Linked DNA regions of Arachis hypogaea: region 2 is linked to region 1. The links are chromatin contacts, called in public Hi-C maps. All regions are on one chromosome and are shown on one strand. Each heading gives the region's core, a stretch centred on a gene start, on an enhancer-like site or on the middle of the called end of the contact. The rest is flanking DNA. Distances are from core to core; before and after follow the strand shown.

What was found. A called contact is a pair of places that touch in the nucleus more often than the background predicts.
Region 2: a contact with region 1 is called in a Hi-C map of leaf, with 2.3 times the contacts expected there. The contact joins the promoter of LOC112797063 here to the enhancer-like site in region 1. A contact is called at or near these places in 3 of 8 Hi-C or Micro-C datasets (all in leaf).

What each region holds. Positions count from the first base shown.
Region 1 is chr4:101,305,745-101,308,731 of arahy.Tifrunner.gnm2.J5K5, forward strand. It overlaps LOC112797062 (dnaJ protein ERDJ3A), which reads left to right. Exons shown (of 7, transcript XM_025839822.3): 6 at 127-480; 7 at 849-1,578. The coding sequence ends at 1,136. Among protein-coding and RNA genes, the nearest start is that of LOC112797062, 4.3 kb to the left of the region's middle. Within about 2 kb of position 1,622, at least 2 of the 3 cell types and tissues checked have open chromatin away from gene starts, as enhancers often do.
Region 2 is chr4:101,394,433-101,397,185 of arahy.Tifrunner.gnm2.J5K5, forward strand. It overlaps LOC112797063 (pyruvate decarboxylase 2), which reads left to right and starts at 1,318. Exons shown (of 6, transcript XM_025839823.2): 1 at 1,318-2,201. The coding sequence starts at 1,689.

The DNA of each region.
Region 1 (2,987 bases), core at 372-2,871:
ACAAACGTTCATAAGTACTTGTCTGGTATTTTTAAGTTTGCATTCAGCTTTAAACCAAGAATATTTTGGTATTTTTAAGTTCATATTCAGCTTTAAACATTTATTTTGTGCTTATATCATTTGTAGGTTCAAGATGTTTCTGATCCAAGAGTGAAAAAGTTAGGAGTTGATGGACTTCCAGCTATTGTGGGTTGGCTACCTAATGGAGAGAAGCGCATTTTGAAATCAGGGATTTCTGTAAAAGATTTGAAATCTGCAGTTCTTGATCTTAGTAGCCTACTTGATAGTTTTGAAAAATTATGTAAAAAGGAAGCATCTGGGCATGCTACGAAGACACAAACTGATTCTGAAGAGGGACACATACAGTTGCTTTCTAAGTCTAACTTTGAGGAGCTATGTGGTGATAAAGCTCCGGTATGCATCATTGGTGCCTTCAGGTCTTCTAAAGCCAGAGGAAAGCTAGAGTTAATTCTCTCTCAGGTAAGTGTAATTTCCATTTTGGTCCATGCTTGTTTTGCTCTTTGGAGAGGTCAAACCTAAGTTTAATGGTACCAAAATGAATTTGCACCATTCCTAATGATTAATTCTTCAATTTACTAATGTGTCTTAATTTTGTTATTTTGGATGTAAAAAATGCTATATGCGCATCAAAAATCAGCCACCATGTATGTGTTAAATACACGTGTTGATTTAACTTATTTTCAATGTGTATTTTGTATTTCTACATGTATTTTATATTGGTGGCTGATTTTTTATGTACACATAGCATTGTTGTTTGGAAATAGAGGTAGCAGTATAACTTTATTTTATGCAAAGCTCTCACAGGGAGATAACTTTTTTCGTTTTAGGTCTCCCAGAAATCACTTTCAAGGCGACCAAATCAAGGAGCAAGCTCTAGGGATTCAATCTCCTATGCGCTCTTAGATGCTGCAAAGCAAGAATCATTTCTAAAAGCATTCAACAAGACAGATTACAAGTCATCAGATAAATTGTTGATCGCCTACAAGCCTAGGAGAGGTAAATACACTGTATTTAAGGGTGATATGACAATGGAGCAGGTTGAGAATTTCATCAGCTCAGTCCTCAGTGGAGATATACCCTTCAGGGAAACACAAAATAAACCTCTACTCAAGTAGAAGATTAAACAATAATGATGGGTTTTGCAGCACTTTTGGTTATGCCAACCCATGTACATAACTCACAGAATAGGGTCTTTTGTATTTTATACCAGCAAAGAATATGTGGAGATTTTAAAAGAAAAAATGCTAATTGAATATTGATGCGTCATGCATGGGATAATGGGATGCTGCATCTTGCTCTCACCGTCACTGGCAATTTTGCTTTGAGAACAGACTACAATGAATTTTGTTCTTTAGACATGTGATGTGCTTGGGGGAATGATGAGCATGTAGAGTTGTAGTCATGGGTGTCGCATTATCTAAAAATGTCCTTGAGGCAACTGTAAAGAATACTCAAAAATAGATCATAATGAGAGATATATTCAGAATCGATTCTATCAGAGTATTCTATAAGCTGCTGAAGTAAAAGTATGCATTAGTATACTGTTTGATATAACAATTTGTTGTCGTTGATTTTTCTTTTTTTATTTTTTTTTTTGTTTGTGCGTGGCGTTGTTGATATATTTTGGGGCTTTGATGTTCATTTTTTGTGGTGGGTATAGGGAGGGCTTTGTGATAAAAAGGTTTATTAGTTCTGTGGGAATTTTCATCTTGCAAGATTTTAATTTAACTTTAACCTCCAAGACCAAAATTTTTTTTTTAAACTTTAACCTCGAATGAAATAATAATGACTGCATGCTGTGGATTGTAATGGTAGTCCGTAGATATCTCCAGAAAAATGAAACAATGTATTTATTATTAGATTATCTGAGGAATTGATACATACATAATAAACCGTCTTTCAAGATTTTTCATTTTAATGATAAAATTGCTAGTCAATTGTCAAAGATATTCATTTCAAATTACTTTAATCCCTTTTCTTCATTGAACTAGAACAGAATAAATTCATGAGTGATTAAATTCCTTTAGTCAAATTAAATTCATGAGTGATCAAATTTCATTTGACAACTTGAATTAGATTGAGGCCAAATAAATATAATACTTTCAGAATATTAATTTTAGGGAGAACTTTAAACTTTTAAAGTAACAATTACGGGAAGACGTCCGAAAACAGTAGAACACAATTTAGAATAAAAAATAAATCTCCACTCTTGTACGTATTGCAAGTTTGCAACTTGCATGCATTAACATGATCCTGACACGAGGCGAAGGTTTCAATATTTCCAGAGTATAAAAAACAACGTGGTGAGTGGTGACCCCTTTTAACGTAATTAAAAAAGGGTCACTCTTTATTGGATTCTATTACCACAGGCTTTCTGGTTTGTTGCCTCAATAAATCAGTGGATCTGGTTTCTTAATAGCAAAAGAACAAGAGTAAGTAAGAAATAAATAAGAAAAAATATAAGGAAATAATGTTTTTTTTAACAATATAAATAATGGATTAAAAAGTTTAGTCTTAATTTTAAAATTTAAAATTTAAATTAATTAAGTTTATTTATATTTAGTGAACTTGAGATGTAGTTCATTGTTTATATTATTCATAATTTTATTGTCCATCAAGCAGAATTGATAAATAAATAAACCATGAATTCCGTGAAATCGTTTAGATTAAGGTGGGGTTGTTTAATTTGTAAATAGAGAATCTCAACTAAGTTTATAAAAATTGAAGCATAACATGAAATTTAGCAAGTTGAGCAACTTGTATCTTTAAAAGGTATATGGCATAGTTTGGTCCATAAGCTATTTTAAAATTCTATTATCAAATACTAGGAATGAACAAAAATATATTGAAGTACGTATGTAGTAAATTGTTTAGAGTCGTAGAAATATAGAATTACAACTACTTTTCGCCAATACAAATGTGAAAGCTTAAAGAGTTGAACCGTTTAGATTTACAATAAGAGAAAA
Region 2 (2,753 bases), core at 68-2,567, 88 kb after region 1:
AAAATATTGAAACATAAATATAGAGATTTAATTTATTTTTTAAATATTTTAAATTTTAAATTTATTTCTTTAATTTTAATATTTATTGTAAATTAAATATAATATTAAAATATAATTTAATTTTATATATTTTATGTTAAATATAATATAAACATTTAATTCAATTTTTATTTTTATTTTAATTTTAATTTCTCAGTCTTTATTTTTTAATTTCGATCTCCTTTCTAAATGAGGTGTTTAGTAAATATGAGCTTAAAAGGAGATTTTTATCTCCATCCCCATCTCTACTTTGACGGCTAAATTTTGGTCCCAATGTCGTTCCGTCTTTAGATATTTCTACACATACCTCCTGTTATTCCAAGTAATAGTACATTGTCGGATACCATGTATGTTTCAAATAATATAATAAAGATTTTATAAAGAGAATAACTAAAAAAAGGAATAAGTCCAATTCTCCACACTAATTATTTCAAAATAATTTTTCTAAATTTGTATGGGACGAAGAAAGAAAGAAAGTGAGAGAGATCAAAATAACAAAAATTTATATATAATTATATTTATATAAAATTAATAATTAAAATTATTAAATTAATAATTTTTAATTATTAATTTTATATAAATATAATTATATATAAATCTATATTGATAAAAATTTATAATAAAAATAATTATGATAAATATATATTAAAATTAATCACTCAAGAATAATATTACACATTTAAATTCTTTTGTTAACTAAATCTAATCAAATTAGTTTAACATAATAAAAATTAGTTATACTTAACATTATTCAAAATTTTATTATTTAATTTGGTTAGACTTGATTCATAAAAAAATTTTGATGTGTAATATTATTCTATAAAAAATATTTATATTTATATAAGGTTTAATTATTTTGTTAGTCCATATAGTTTCATAAAATTTTCAATTAGATTCATATACTTTTTTTTAATTGGGTTCTTGCATCAATTTTTTTTCAATTAAGTTCCTTTTGATCGTAATTAACTTAATTGTATAAGAACTTAACTAAAAAAAATTAATGCAGAGATCCAAATAAAAAAAAGTGTAAATTAAAAAAATTTAGTACAAAAATTCAATTAAAAAAAATAAAAACCTAATAATTTTTTTTTAAAACTATAAGGACCAACAAAATAATTAAACATTTATATAATTAATATTTTTGTGTAAAAAAATTAATATTATACATCTAAATCATTTTATGAATCAAATTTAATCAAATTAAATAATAAAATTTAAAATAATATTTAATTATAACTCATTTTTATTATATTAAATTAACTTATTTAGATTACTATCATTATTGAAAAAAAAAAAAAATCAAAACTCATGAAAGTTGTAGACGAGAGTAGACCACCGCCAAGACCAATGTACCAAACAGGGGCAGCACATAACTAAAAACCAAAAACCAGCACCCTGTATCTCCTCTTTCTGTTTTATTACCACCACCACTCTCCCACTCTTCTTCACTCACCATCACAAACCCACCACCCTTCTTAGTTCTACATATAAAACCCCCCTCCTTAAACCACACTCTCACCAAGAATTCAAACCACAAAAAAAAGAAAGAAATACTTCAGAGTTCAAAACAACCAATCATTCTCTCATTTTCATTCTCCTTCAAACTCTCACTCCACCTCCCCAAACCGCCACCGTCTTCCACCGCCGCCATGGACACAAAGATTGGATCCGTCGACTCACACAAGCCCCCAAGCAACGACATCATCTCTTGCGCCAACAACAACTCCACCTCCGTCCCCTCCACCGCCATCTGCTCATCGGAGGCCACACTCGGCCGCCACCTAGCCCGCCGCCTCGTCCAGATCGGCGTCACTGACGTCTTCTCCGTCCCCGGTGACTTCAACCTCACTCTCCTCGACCACCTCATAGCGGAGCCAGGCCTCAACCTTATTGGTTGCTGCAACGAGCTCAACGCAGGGTACGCGGCTGATGGCTACGCGCGGTCGCGTGGAGTTGGCGCGTGCGTTGTGACGTTCACTGTTGGAGGTCTTAGTGTGCTGAACGCCATAGCTGGAGCTTACAGTGAGAACTTACCATTGATATGCATAGTTGGTGGTCCCAACTCTAATGACTATGGAACTAACAGGATTCTTCATCATACAATTGGTTTACCCGATTTTTCACAAGAGTTGAGGTGCTTTCAAACTGTCACTTGCTTCCAGGTACCATTTCTATACTCGGTTTTTTGAAGCTCGAAGTTGATCGGTTCAGTTGGAATGTATTGCAAGGTTTAGTTTTTTGGTGTTTTTTCTATGTAACTTTTATTTTTTTAAAGATTCCCTTAGTTATTTTATTATTATTTAAATATTTTTTGTTATGGGGATGATTCATGAAGTTTGAAATCTGGGGTGTTTTGCTGTTGTGATTATTCATCGGAGTTGGACATGGGTTTGTTGCTGGTTTTTTATTTTTTATGGAGGTTTTTTGGGTGATTAGACGATGTGAGGTTGAGACTAAACAGTTTTGACTAAACTTTTAATTCATATCTTGCTTTATCATATTCACGTATTCACAAAGACATGTTGATGCTGATGATGGGAGGAGCCATCCTTTTTTTTTTTTAAATTTAATTTAAATGATTGCTTTCTTTATTTGCTGGTTTTGGTGTTGGATGTGAAGTTGACGGGTTCTGGTGATTGGACAGAATGGTTGGTATGGTGATAGATTTGGTGAATAATTTTGGAATATTCCTATGACGGGCTTTGGCATTATGT